Regions from separate parts of the Mus musculus genome. Here regions 1 and 2 are each linked to region 3. A link is a contact called in public HiChIP or PLAC-seq and promoter capture Hi-C data. All regions are on one chromosome and are shown on one strand. The core of a region is the stretch at or near the end of the contact, and the rest is flanking DNA. Distances in the headings are between cores, read along the strand shown.

Region 1 (4,761 bases), core at 878-3,377, 630 kb after region 3:
TTCCTCCAGTCTCTGTTCCACTCTTTGTCACTGTATTTCCATTGAACAGGAGAAATTCTGCGTTGAAATTTTGGAGAAGGGTGGGTGACCACATTCCTCTACCAGGGGACATGCCTAACCTCTGGATATGGTCTGGACAAGTTCCCCCTCCCCTTTGTGGGGTATTTTCAGCTAATGTCAGCCCCGATGGGTTCTGGAATGTTCTTGCTTTCCTGGAATCTGGGACATTCTGGTTGTTACCCCAAGTTCCCCATCCTCTATTGCTACACACCTCTGTTTCATTTCGTGACCCTCTGTACATCTCCTCCATCTCCTCCCATACCTAATTCTGCCTCTCTTTCTCTCCCCCCCCCTTCTCTTCCTCACAAGGCCCTCCCACCCTCTACTTCCCAAGATTATTTTGTTCTCCCTTGTAAGAAGGACAGAAGCATCCACTTCTCTTTGGTCTTCTTTCCTCTTGAGCTTCATGTGGTCTGTGACTTGTATCATGGGTATTCCATGCTCTTTGCCTAATAACCACTTACCAGTGAGTACATATCATGTGTGTTCTTTTGTGACTGAGTTACCTTACTCAGGATGATATTTTCTACATCCATCTATTTTCCTGAGAATTTCATGAAGTCATTGTTTTTAGCAGGTGAGTAGTATTCCGTTGTATAAATGCACCACATTTTCTGTATCCATTCCTCTGTTGAGGGACATCTGGGTTGTTTCTATTTTCTGGATACCATCAATATGACTGCTATGAACAGAGTGTAGCATGTGTCCTTATTACATGTTGGAGCATCTTTTGGGTATATGCCCAGGAGTGGTATTGCTGGGTCCTCAGGTAGTACTGTCCAATTTTCTGAGGAACTGCCACACTGATTTCAGAGTGGTTGTAGAGCTTGCAATCCCACCAGCAATGGAGGAGTGTTCCTCTTCTCCAAATCCTCGCCAGCATCTGCTGACACCCGAGTTTTGTTCTTAGCCATTCTGACTGGTGTGAAGTGGAAATCTCAGGGTCATTTTGATTTGCGTTTCCCTCATGACTAAGGACATTGAATGTTTCTTTAGGTGCTTCTCAGTCATTTGAGTGTCCTCAGTTGAGAATTCTTTGTTTAGGATTTTAAATAGGATTATTTGGTTCTCTGGAGTCTAACTTCTTGAGTGCTTTGTATATATTGGATATTAGCCCTCTATCAGATATAGGATTGGTAGAGACCTTTTCCCAATCTGTTGGTTGCCATTTTGTCCTATTGACAGTGTCCTTCGCCTTACAGAAGCTTTGTATTCTGTTCAGGAAATTTTCCCCTATACCTATGTGTTCGAGGCTCTTCCCCATTTTCTCTTCTATTAGATTCAGTGTGCCTAGTTTTAGGTGGAGTTCCTTGATCTACTTGGACATGAGTAAAATTAGCATTTTTCAATTATCTAAAGATTGGTCCAAATACATTTTATGAGCTGGAAAATATGTATTAAATTCTTAAGCCATCAGGATACTGAAACACAGTACAGGCACCATCTCAAAGAAATCCTGTTTTGATAGAAGGAAAAAAGCACAACTCTTCTTTTAAAGAAAAACAAATACTGTGTTCTTTTACGTTTCCAATGTTATGCTTGTCCTTTCATTTTATTTTATGATCCTGCTCTCATAATGCAAACCATATGCTGCAATACCCAGCCAGAGCTCATTCCTTTAACACTGCACAAATGTGCTCACTCAGCAGACTAACATAGTGACTGAGTTCTTAAGCACGGCTTTGATCATTTTTTTTTTTTTTTTTTGCCAACACAGGCCAGGTAAAACAAAGCAACAGTGTGTCTTTCTCTGGTATATGTCAAGTTGGTGTTCGGTGGTAATTGCTAATAAAATTCAGTAGAAAACTAGCTCTTTAGAAAAAATTAAGAAATCCCCAGTTGAAATATATTATTAATAATTTAAATATCCATGGGCCTGTGTTCTAACCTAAGGAATCACTCGGCTTTGCAGGTTAACTGGCAGCTTGTTCTACATTACTAACTGAGGAATCTGCCCAACGGTGCCAGTAAACTTTAGACTTGCTTAGCGAAAGCCAGAAAGTGGGGAGGCCTGTTATTTGTGACATTTAATTATTTTCAGCTGTGAGGCAGATGGTGCCAGCTCAGAGAGCTGTACTGAGTGGCAATGACTAGGCTCCTGAAGCACAAACCTTGGTCTCTGTGGCACCCCTTGCTGTGGCCTATCAAAAACTTTCTGTACTTTATTGTCTAAGAGCAGTTACTAACAGAAAGCAGGAGCTGTCTGCTCCAATGTCCTCTTTTTCTTTTACATTACAGAAAACATTCTAAATAAATGAAACTTGAAGAAAGCAATAATGACTCATCTTGACTTACTGGGTGCAATGTTTCAATGCTGCAGAAAAATATAGAAGTGAGCATAAATATGCATAGATAATATATGTTCATGTGAGTTAAAAACAGTAGTTTAGGTAGGAAGAATTAGTTCATCATCTGACACTATACTACCTTCTTAGTAAAGGTCACTAATGGTTCCTTAGTTCAATTTTCAGCTAGAAAAAATCTCAATAGGAAGGGTTAAGCTGAGGATGAAACTTAGTAGTTCAGGTTCATGTTTACTGCCTGTGAAGTCCTCTTTTCAATTTTGGTGGTACACATCTGTAAATCCTAGCACTCTGGAGATGGAGGTGAGAAGCCCAGAAGTTCAAGAGTGTCTTTGGCTACACAGTAGGTTTGCAGGCCATACTAGCATATATTGAACTTGTATCAAAACCAGCAGCAACAACAACAAAAATTAAGTATTCTATCAATTTAGCTATGCTATACATGTGATGCTCAAATGTTATTCACCACAAACAAGCAATTGGAGGAAGGGTATAAATCATGCAGGTCAAATTATGTAAGCAGGGGGATTATAAAGACACATGAACCAGAAGTGAAAGAAGAACTCTATTCCTAAGGTGTGGCTGAAGACTCTCACCAGCTAGGAATCAGGAACGGAAACAATTAACACTTGTTCAACACCTTCCTCCTTTTCCAGCTACAAACCTTCCTTTCCTAGGAATCTTGCCAGAAACATCAATGATGTACCCTTAAGCCTTGCTGAACCTACTTGGACCTGGTTTCATCAAATTGAAATCAGATCCAAGATACCTCCATAACTACCCTATAATTTAATCATCACACAGGAAAGAGAAATAAAAGAGAAAATGGTTCCTTAAGATTTTAAAGAACAATGACATTCTAAAAGATCCATAAAGGTCTACACACACACATTATTTTGACAATGAGACCAGAATCTCCTTTGAGAAATCCACATCCATGCTCTATTGAACATCTTCTACTTTAGCTTAACTAAGTTCTAATTCTACTTCTCATTAGTTTGGTCTGAAATTCTTTTTTCTAGTGTGATCAAGAATCAGGCTTTACTCAAGCTGAGGTCCCTAAAAACTTAAGGAAAATTCTCAGGTCAGGGTGGAGGACAGCATATAGCTGTGCCCCCATACCATCTTCTGCTCTAAACTTGCATATTAACATCAACACATTATAATTAGACAAACAAATTAAGTCTGATAGAACGCTCCTAGATTCACTTTAGAAGGCAGCATGAGTTGCTAATGCTAAAACACCTGCTATCGTAGAGGAATGTAACATGTTTACAAAATACCTTTCTTAGTATTGTTCATGGTAACAGGAAAAGATGTGTGTTATACTGCACCGTCATATCTTGTACATTATTAGTGTGTATAGCCATCACCTCATACACATTAATAAGCAATCCACAGGTACGGATCATTGGGAAGACTTATTAGAACTGGCTAAAAGATAAATGTGGAGCATCAGAAAAACACATGGAAACTGATAAAGGGAAAGGCAACAAACATTTTTTTAAATATTTGAATGAATGTAAAAATGGATAAAGTCTATAATTGCCACTTGAGCTACTACTAAAAACTGCCTCTTTTAAAATTCAAGAAAATTAAAATTTCACTGAATTTTCTAATAATGTAGCAATAATACATGTAGTCTCTAATCTTACAGAATGCTTCTGATGCATTTTTCCAGGCATGACTCCAAGTCTCTGGATCCTAAGAACAGCAATGGGAATTAGTTTGCATTAGTAGAACATAGTCTCATTCGGAAAATTTGTAGCAGAAATACTACCTTTAATTTTCTAGCTTTATCATTGTGTGTCACACTCTGTGTTGTATGACTAACCAAGAAAGCAATGATGCTTCACAAGTTAGTCTTATGGTAACTATCATTTCACTTAGCATTTCAAGTCATAAGCCTAAGCTTAGGTATAGGAAATGTCTTTTAATAAATTGTGTTGTTCGCATTTTCCTTGCTTCTTCTATAAATGTGTTTGTATTTCCCATACACACTTTGAATTTCTAGTGAGAGCCTCTTCAATGCATCTACATCTGTTGTTCACTAAAAAAAATTGTGTAGAGTGAATAATTGAGTTGTAGATATAGTTGTTATAGCAGAATGAAATTTAGTATCCAGCAATATCAGGATATTGAAGAATTATAAAAGTAGCAACACAAAAATTAGGTAAAAAATTTTTAAGATCTGTTTAGAAATTATTTCATATCCTATTATTCCTGTCATTCATTGTTACACTAGACCCCTAAAAGGACTGTAAAATTAAATCTTTGATGGATAGCACAGATTGGGATACTCTTAGTAAAATGTATCTATATCCTAGCAGATAATATAGAGAACCTTTTATGTCTTGGAAGATACAAAAATGGAATTTCAGTTACAAAATTACCTGCT
Region 2 (4,483 bases), core at 1,474-3,973, 530 kb after region 3:
CTGATCCACAGTTAAATGGGTCAAAAGGTTCAGCTCCAAAAAGGTCCCGTTCTGTAAGGAAGAAAACACTTGGTAAGAGAGATGATGAAACATTAGTTGAGATAGAAAAAAACCAGGAGTATAACTTAAAAGTATGAATTTAATTATTATATTAATATAAGTATTCACAAAATCAAATGAGCTACAGATACATACATTTTCTGCTGCTTATTCTTGAGACAAGTAAGGAAAAACTTATTTTGTGATATAAAAATTCTCTGGCAAGATGGATTCAGTCACATTTAGGGACAGTATTGTCATAAACAAGTGTTATATATTCTTATTCACCTGTGAATGTTGATGACAAATATTTGTATTTGTATGTTTAACTTGGAGTATCTGGAACAACTAGGAAACTAAAAATGGATTACTGGTGAGGAAAGTGAAGAAAGGTCTTAAGGGAAGGGAGTAGTGGTGAACATAGGTGATATGAAAGAGAAAATGCAGAAGGAAGTTTAGCGAGAAAGAGGAGTGGGAGAGGAGGACAGAGAAGAGGGAGGGTTGGAGGAAGCATAACTAAACGTAATGGTGCATTAAAAAGTCATGTTGAGCCCTATTGTTTTATAAGCTTCATGTGTGTATTTCTGTGTTTATATAAATGAGTTTAATTGCAGTTATGCAACACAAGAGGATAAGGTTCCTTCCAGGCACCACAGATTGACAAATATAGAACCCAATATCAACTGAGCAATATCTACCTGAGAAGTCCAGTAGTTACCACCTCCCAAAAGGAAGAAATGCCACTATAAACTAAGGGTCTTATTTTTGTGAAGAAACACCACAAGCATGGCAACTCTTATGAAAAAAAAATTAGTTAGGGTAGGTTTACACTTCAGAGGTTTAGTTTATTATCATCATGGCGTGACACATGGTGGTATGCAAGCAGACATGGTGCTGGAGAAGTAGTTGAGAGGGCTACATCTTGATCTGTAGCCAGTAGAAAGTGACTATGTGCCACAATCGACATAGGTTGAGCATAGGAAACCTCAAAGTCTGCCCAACAGTGACACATTTTCTCCAACAAGGCCTTACCCCTTAATAGTGTCATTCCCTGTAGGCCAATGATTCAGTGGGGCTAAACCACCATATTCTACTCCTTGCCCCCCCCCCAAAAAAACTTGTAGGTACAGCATAATGCAGAATTTTATTCAGTCCAATTTCAAAAGTCCCTATAGTTTCTTTCAATATCAACCCTGTTTAAAAGTTCAAAGTCTCTTCTGAGACTCATGCAATCTCTTAACTATTCTCTCCTATAAGATAAAATAAAAAAGCAGATCCCAGATCACATACTTTTCAGAATATATTGGCACAGACCCATGCAATGGCTTCTCTAGGTCTCCATGAAGGAACACCCTAACACATGCCTGCTCTCAACAGCTTTCCTTAGCCATGGAGGGAGAATCCAAAACTTCTTTCTTCTATCCTTGACTCTAAAGACAAAACCATGTGGCCAAATCTGCCAAGTTCTGTTGCTGGCTGGGGCCGGAACATAGCCCCATATTCAATGATATCTTCACCAGTTCTCTCTCTCTCTCTCTCTCTCTCTCTCTCTCTCTCTCTGTGTGTGTGTGTGTGTGTGTGTGTGTGTGTGTGTGTGTGTGTGTGTGTGTGTGATGGATTCCTTTATTTCCTAAGCTTGGTTGCCTGAGAACTTGCTCTATAGGCTACACTGGCCTTGAACTCAGCTCTTTGCCTGCCTTTGTCTCTGCAATGGTTGCATTAGAGGTATGTGCACCACCACACATGACTCTAAGAGTTTCTTTCATTTCTTCTGACATGTTGAAAGCTTAGCTGAGTGTGGTCTTGCCCTGAGTTCACCACTCCTTTTATTGCACTTAGCATGAGGCTTTTCTTCAATCTCCTTGATTTATCTCCTTGAACACAGGATTTAGATCCATTCCAATTCATGATGCCCCTTTTCTTCTTGAACTATGCATTTTTTTATTTCTCTTTAAGCAGCTTTCTCCTTCTCATTAGAGCTTCATAAGAGTGAACAGTAGTAACCACATGACAGAAACAGTACTAAGATGTTCTGAAAATTTTCTGCAACACAACTAATTCAGAACTTTTCAATTTAGCCTGAGATAAAGTTTTCAGACAAGGCCAAAAAGCAGCCACATTCTTCACCAAAATATTACAGGAATAGTCACTAGACTTCATATTAACACAGTGCTTTTCTGAAGCCTCTTGATCCCGCCACCCACAAATCAACTCAGCACTACTGTCTTCCATGTTTCTATTAGGAAAGCCCATTAAGACCTATTTAAAGCATACAACTGTTTTTCTAATAAAAAATTCCAATCTCCACATGCTTCCAAACAAAAGCATAGTCATGCCTATCACAGAAGTACCTCAGTCCCTGCTACCAACATCTGTCTTGGTTATAGTTTTATTTTTGTGGAAAAAAAAAACCACCATGAATGTGGCAACTCCTACAAAGGAAAACATTTAATTGGGGTTGGCTTACAGCTGAAAGGTTTGGTCATTATTGTCATAGAAGATATGCAGGTTGACATGGTCTTGGAAAGGTAGCTCAAAGTTTTACATCTTGATCTCCAGGCAGTAGGAAGTGACTATGTGCCACACTGGGCATAGATTCAAAGTCTGCCTCCATAGTGACACACTCCTAAACAATGCTATACCTACTTCAACAAGGCCTTATCTCCTAATAGTGCTATTCCCTATGGGCCAAGCATTCAGACAGCAGTCTATGTGGACCATTCCTATTTAAACCACAACACTAAAGTTCTTGTTTGATAATCAGACCTTTATATAAAGATGCTATTGCTGAAGAAATTACACACTTGGATCACATGACATGGAGAAATCAAGTTGGCACTGACAAGGAAGCTTTAGTCAAGCTGGCTAGCTTTCATACTTCCATGGCTATTTAGACTTGGCTACTAAGAAAAAAAAAACATTATTAACAGTCTTATCCCGTTGTGAATTCTCTGAACTGTGATAATGATTGATGTGGTAAGATATAGTCATGAATTCAATAGTGCAATAATTGTTATGATGGTAACTAACTGCTTTTAGATTGAATTTAAGGACTGGTCCATAGGAGAAAGAAAAACATATCTGGTTCTATTAATCCAACTAAGAACCCATGATTGAAGAGATCACACGCCCCAAATTGAAACTACTATTATTCTACCAAAATGACCAAACACTAAACTGCCTTCTAAATTCAGATTTCTATGCCTGTAGATTAGTGTAACTTTCATACTTCATAAAGAAGCTTCTTTGTACAATATATGGTGATGCAAAATCTCACAACTGATCAAAGTGTAGAGAAGAAACATTGTTGAAGTACTCATCCACAAATGAGGTATCTAAATGATTCATCCCTTAAAGTTCGGAAGAATTTTGGAAGAGGAGATAGAAAGACTGTCCATAGATTAGGAAGGAGTGGGACAAAGCAGTGTCATGCAGATAGGATGGAATCACTGTACTCATAAACTCCCATTGGCTGGGATGTTCTGCTCAACATCAAGCAAGTTAACATTTCAGCATGGAGAAGAAAGGTCGTCAAGAGCTTCTGACTTCTAGTTGAGGAATTATTTATATATGTTGACTTCTAGGTATGTAAGAGCCAGTTTTTTTATAGGGCGTATCTTCTATGAATGGACCCACACTTCTCAGAGCAACACAAATTTGGCTGGACGAATTATATGAATAGGAGGAGGAGGCCATGAAGTTGAGAAAAGTTAGGGAGTTGAAAGAACTTTGTTTCCTTCTACTTATCCTACTCTGCTGATGAAGGATAGCCTTATCTGTGGGTATAAGAACAAGTGCTTATAGATTGCTGTTAGGGTTTATTCTGGTTTTGAAATTTAATAATTGTAGATTTTCCTACAATAGCCAAGACTTCATCAGCAGAGTAGTTTGTTAGGTTTCAAAACTTTTCTTTACAACAGAAAACCACTCAGACCATAGAATTTTGGAGTCCAGTCCCAGTGGATACACCTATGAGAGACACTCTTACTTTCACTCCCAAGGCTCAGGGAACATTGCAGAACAGGGGACAGAAACATTGAAAGAGCGAAAAAACAAAAACAAAAAACACAACAAACAAACAAACAAAACAACAATAACAACAAAACCAAGCAACCAAGCAACAAAACAAACAAAAGAACTTTGTTTCCTTCTACTTATTGATAATTAAGCCTTATGTTTGGATACAGGCTGGTATCACCTCCTTTAGACACACAGCAGGTATTACAATAGTTGGATTGCATGGTAGTACTTTGTTTTAGCTTTTAGCTTTTTGAAAAATCTCTATTGTTTTTTTTAAATCTGTATTGGTTTGTCTTCCTAGTCTTTGTAATATGTACAAGGATCCCTTCTCTAATATCTGAAAGGAGCCTCCCTTCAGGAAATGCCTTCATGAGATCCAGCTGTAAGGCATTTTCTCAATTAGTGATCAAGGGTGGGAGTACCA
Region 3 (4,384 bases), core at 1,188-3,687:
AGAAAACTCCCAGAAGTTAGTGTCTAGCAATTCTGTACGACTTCTAGGATTTCTGGAGAACATAGGAGATAACCCCTTTAGAGTTCTCTGAGTGTTCCCAGTGTGCTGAATGTCTGCTACTTACTGAAATCTCCTCAAAGTTAATCATTCAGTAGGATTTTCACTAAAAACCTGCAAGGAATGTGAAATATATGATCTTAAATCCTTTTTATCCTTCTTGGAGTTTTAAAGACCATAGCCCAAAGGTGGAAGCAAATGAGCTTAGGATGATGTTAAGATGGTGAGAACCAAACATGTTTCTCTTCTTACTGGAGTTAGATTGGGAAGAAACACACCCACTGTTCCTATAGTATTTCTCATATTACTTTAACTGTTAAGAAACTATAGATACTATGTTGATATTTTAATTAATGTCCCAAAGACATAGGTTTCTTCCTTCCTTCCTTTCTTCCTTCCTTCCTTCCTTTCTTTCTTCCTTCCTTCCTTCCTTCCTTCCTTCCTTCCTTCCTTCCTTTCTGTCTGTCTGTCTGTCTTTCTTTCTGTCTGTCTTTCTTTCTTTAAAAAAAATTAAGATTCTATGATTCTTCATCTAGATTTCAGAATAAAAGTTTGGGCTGCTAAGGAATTAACATTTCTTTGGATCATGTCTCCTATTAATAGGGAAGGCTTGGGGTTGTTTCATCTTCCAGGAGGGCAGGATGTGAAGAGAAAGTGAAAAAAGAAAGCTAAAAAGGAATTGACTATCCAAAGAAAAGAAAATGTAAGATGAGCTGGGGAGGAGAGAGGATGAAAATAAAGATGGGAAGCAGAGAGTGAGTCACTGAGAACAGGGAGGGGTGAGGACTGGGGTGGGGGGAGGGAGGTGGATAAGCCTAGGATGGGGGAGGGGTGATGAGTGAGGAAGGAAAATTGGGAGGGGAGTTCCTAAGGAGCCAAAAGGGGTGGAGAGATAAGGAGGGGGGAAAGATGGAGGGGGATGGAAGGGTGGGTTAAGGGGAACAGAATTAAGAAACAAGCAATCTGGGAGCTCCTTCTCTGTGTATCTGTGGACTGAACATACAGAAATATAAAGTGTCTCCTTCCCTTACTCTTGCATAGATAACTTCTGAAACTAGTGAAGACACTGCACACAGTGGAAAAACGAATGCTCATGAAGCATTTGCTAAAACTAAAGGTTTAAATACCAACGTGTTTGATTATGTATGAAAAGAACTGCTAGCAACTTCTTTTAGCCACAGATAAGATTTACATCAACACAATTATTTTGAAAAAAGTGTGCACCCCAAATTTTCATGATGACAAGGAACATATGCATTTTTAAAAGTATTTAAGTAAATAATGAGACAGTTGCTTTTAATTTGGGGCACAAGAAAATAAAGATCATTACATTTGGCTACCAAAACTATTTCAAGTCTGCCTTTTTGAGCAAAACTTGTATCTTTACCTTGTTTGGAGGAAAGCAAAAATATTCCTGTTAAATTATGTTATCTTCAGTAATGGAAATCCAGCTAAACAGAACATAAAACAACTTTTGGCAAACTCTGAGCACATTGAATGTGTGCAATCATGGAATGCAATAAAAACAGAAACAATGACACGTTTTTGCAGCCTGGGCTCATTTCTGGAAGGTCCATAGATAGTCCACATTTATAGTTTTACAGAAATACATAAGGGATTCTATTTATTTTCTAGTATCTTCTTAAGGGTTATTCATTTCAGAGACATTTCTAGTGCATTCTTTTGAAAAACATGGCTAAATATCCTATCTTTGTAAAGAGAGCAGTGTACAAAGGAGAACATGAAATTATTACAAGAGACCAATAAATTCCAGATGGCCTGGGAGCATGCCAAGATGTTCACAATGCAGGAGGGGAGTACTTTAAAACATTTTTTAAAAGGTGAACATGAAATCAAGTTAATTTAAGAACAGTTTTTACCTTAAACAACTAGAGAATATTATACATGTACATTAACTTTTAAAAAAATCAAATATAGAAAACAAAATTAAGGTTAACAAAACATTCCACAGTCAGAGGCTAGACAGGAAATTCTTAGGAGGCTGATTTTCCCACTATCTTACCCTTTGTAAGAAGTTAAGGCAAAATTAACCCAGAAAGCCTGTTCAAATCGGTACCTACTTACCTACGTTGGACTGCTGTGCCAAAATAAGAGTGGGATGAAGAAGGGTGAGAAGAAACCAGGTTCCACTTTGCACAAAGCTCATCATGTCTAAATATCAGACATGAGACTCTTTGTGCAAAAGAGGAGAGAGGAAGAAGCAGCTCAGAGTAGCACCATCAGTTGTCCCTGCCCTTCAGCACCGGGCCCGTCATAAAACTCAGCCGCTCGCTTCCCTCTGCTCTGGCCTTAAATAGGAAAAAGTTTGGCTTCCCTCACTTTCCAGCCCCTTTCTGAAATATGAGAGCAGAACCCATCCCCTCAGCAGTAAAAGCAATGATTAATATATTTTTCCCTGTGTGTAGAGGACACAACCCACAGACACAGAAACAGCACATCTGGAGCATGTGTACATCAGCCTATGCATATGTTTATAACATGCATTAGTCTTAAATACATATTTGCATGACAGAAACACATAGGAATGTGCTTTGTGATAGCCTACAACAATTGTTTGTGTGTTTTTAAATTTCCCTCTGAAACAGTAAAAACTGTCTGAATTTGAAAAAGTGTTTTGACTCCCATTCTCCGGCATGGTCATTTTGTAAATTTTATCTTTCTAGAAGACTCTGATACTTTGAGTTTTGCCAGAGTCCATCCTGACTCAATTTTAACAGGAAACTGTAAGAGACTATAAAGGAAAATCCTCTGAAGGCCCTGAACTCACCACCCACTCTGCATTCCAAATGTTAGACTGGAGGCAATTGTCACAAAACTGTCTTTGAGCTATGTTTGAAGAGATATTGAGACTCTTATCTGTTACTGTTCCCCTTGCTCTATTTCTCACGAATTTCTTTAGCAACCCTGACTGCTTCCTTGTAAAATTTCCAGTTTATGTGTTACTAAAGAAATCAGAACAGGCATTACTAAAGAGAAAAAAAAGCAATCAAACTTTTCAAGTCTTGTCCTTGTAAGAAACTACAAAAGAGAAAGTTCAAAGTGTGGAATAGAATTTCTAATTTCTAATGTAATAATTACTACAAATATGTCTACATCAGTATTTTCTATGTTTCTGTTCCAAGACCTCATCTGAAGAGTTTTCTATGTATTTCTAGATCTAGTTGAGGAATAAATACCACTATATCTCTGATTAAATCTCTGTAGAAAAAATGTACTTGTTACCCTTATTATGATGACCAACTTATATCTTGATACCCTATCCTTCACTTCCTTATTCCTTCATTTATCTTTAAAAATCAATCGTGGGCATTTTGATCCTAATCATGGCCATGTGCATTTATTTCTTTAGTCTTAACCTCATAGAAATATTCCCTTTTTGTGCATGCACACTTAAAAATTTACCCCATTATATCAATTCATGTTATTTCTTAATGATCCAGCTCAAAACTTCCCTCTTTAGGAAAACCATCTCATTTAGAATTATTTTTTATATATAATTTTCTCTTTCCTAATATATAATACTATTTTTAAAAATCTGTTTTTATAGACATCAATGCTATAAGCATGGATAATGCTATGTCTTCCTCCATGTGTCCCTGCTCACAGAGAGCCCACACTGAGATGTTCAAGGAAGAAAAGTGATGTCTTTTGGCGACAAGAAGCAATAAAATAGGACAAAAATCCACCCCCTGTGCATCTTCTGATTTCAGATTGGAGAAGAGCTGCCAGAAGAGGCAGGGAATAGAACTTCTGAGATTGGCTGGGCTCGGGTTAAAGTGAAGAAATTGAGGACCGACATGTATGTGTCTTTCTATTAATAGTCTTCATCCTTTACCTCAAAGTTTTTGTCTGTTCAAACCATGTTAGAAACATAAGTTTTTCATATATTTGCAGTATACAAAAACCAGTGCTAATACATATAAGTACATCTCTCTTTACTCTAAATGGAAAATGCAAACATTGAGATTTATTGAAAATTGTCAGTAGAATTATTTTTCTGAGTGAAAAAACGTAATGCTACTTTGTACTAATTAAAAATTTTGTATGCACTATTTCATCAACGCTATGCATAATTCCTGTCACATTCTTTAAGTTTATAAAACTTCTTAAAGTAGCATTTTTGCATAAGAAAAAGATTCCTGATTGATATACTCACTACAGACATATGGCTGATGTTTTTGCAGATCTAGGCATTGTTCCATTTTAAGGCTTTGGGGGAGACCTGGAGAACTAATCCTCCAGATTGCATGATTTATCATGCTTCTCTACTTTGAGTGTGTTTGGAAGTTCTGCTTCACAAGCCTTT

The links. Promoter capture Hi-C pulls out the DNA fragments that hold promoters and counts their contacts. HiChIP or PLAC-seq counts read pairs in DNA pulled down with a chosen protein or histone mark.
Region 1: a contact with region 3 is called in an H3K4me3 HiChIP or PLAC-seq map of embryonic limb bud, with 5 times the contacts expected there. The contact joins the enhancer-like site here to the promoter of Col3a1 in region 3. A contact is called at or near these places in 11 of 39 promoter capture datasets (the 3T3-L1 cell line, the C10 cell line, cranial neural crest and 6 more), 1 of 484 Hi-C or Micro-C datasets (uterus), 2 of 115 datasets of contacts at active chromatin or transcription factors (cardiomyocytes and embryonic limb bud) and 1 of 9 other capture datasets (embryonic stem cells).
Region 2: a contact with region 3 is called in a promoter capture Hi-C map of the 3T3-L1 cell line, with 15 times the contacts expected there. The contact joins the enhancer-like site here to the promoter of Col3a1 in region 3. A contact is called at or near these places in 17 of 39 promoter capture datasets (the 3T3-L1 cell line, 3T3-L1-derived adipocytes, the C10 cell line and 12 more), 1 of 484 Hi-C or Micro-C datasets (embryonic fibroblasts), 5 of 115 datasets of contacts at active chromatin or transcription factors (the NIH/3T3 cell line, craniofacial prominence, embryonic limb bud and 2 more) and 2 of 9 other capture datasets (adipose tissue and embryonic stem cells).

Annotation. Positions count from the first base shown.
Region 1 is chr1:44,676,502-44,681,262 of GRCm38.p6, reverse strand. All of the region lies in intron 1 of Gulp1 (GULP, engulfment adaptor PTB domain containing 1), which reads right to left. Among named protein-coding and RNA genes, the nearest start is that of 4930521E06Rik, 66 kb to the left of the region's middle. Within about 2 kb of position 2,127, at least 41 of the 459 cell types and tissues checked have an H3K27ac peak or open chromatin away from gene starts, as enhancers often do. A contact at or near this core is called in embryonic limb bud, second pharyngeal arch cranial neural crest and uterus, where this site is marked.
Region 2 is chr1:44,784,016-44,788,498 of GRCm38.p6, reverse strand. It overlaps Gulp1 (GULP, engulfment adaptor PTB domain containing 1), which reads right to left. Exons shown (of 11, transcript NM_028450.3): 10 at 1-51. Among named protein-coding and RNA genes, the nearest start is that of 4930521E06Rik, 41 kb to the right of the region's middle. Within about 2 kb of position 2,723, at least 5 of the 459 cell types and tissues checked have an H3K27ac peak or open chromatin away from gene starts, as enhancers often do.
Region 3 is chr1:45,309,591-45,313,974 of GRCm38.p6, reverse strand. It overlaps Col3a1 (collagen, type III, alpha 1), which reads right to left and starts at 2,437. Exons shown (of 51, transcript NM_009930.2): 1 at 2,143-2,437. The coding sequence starts at 2,227.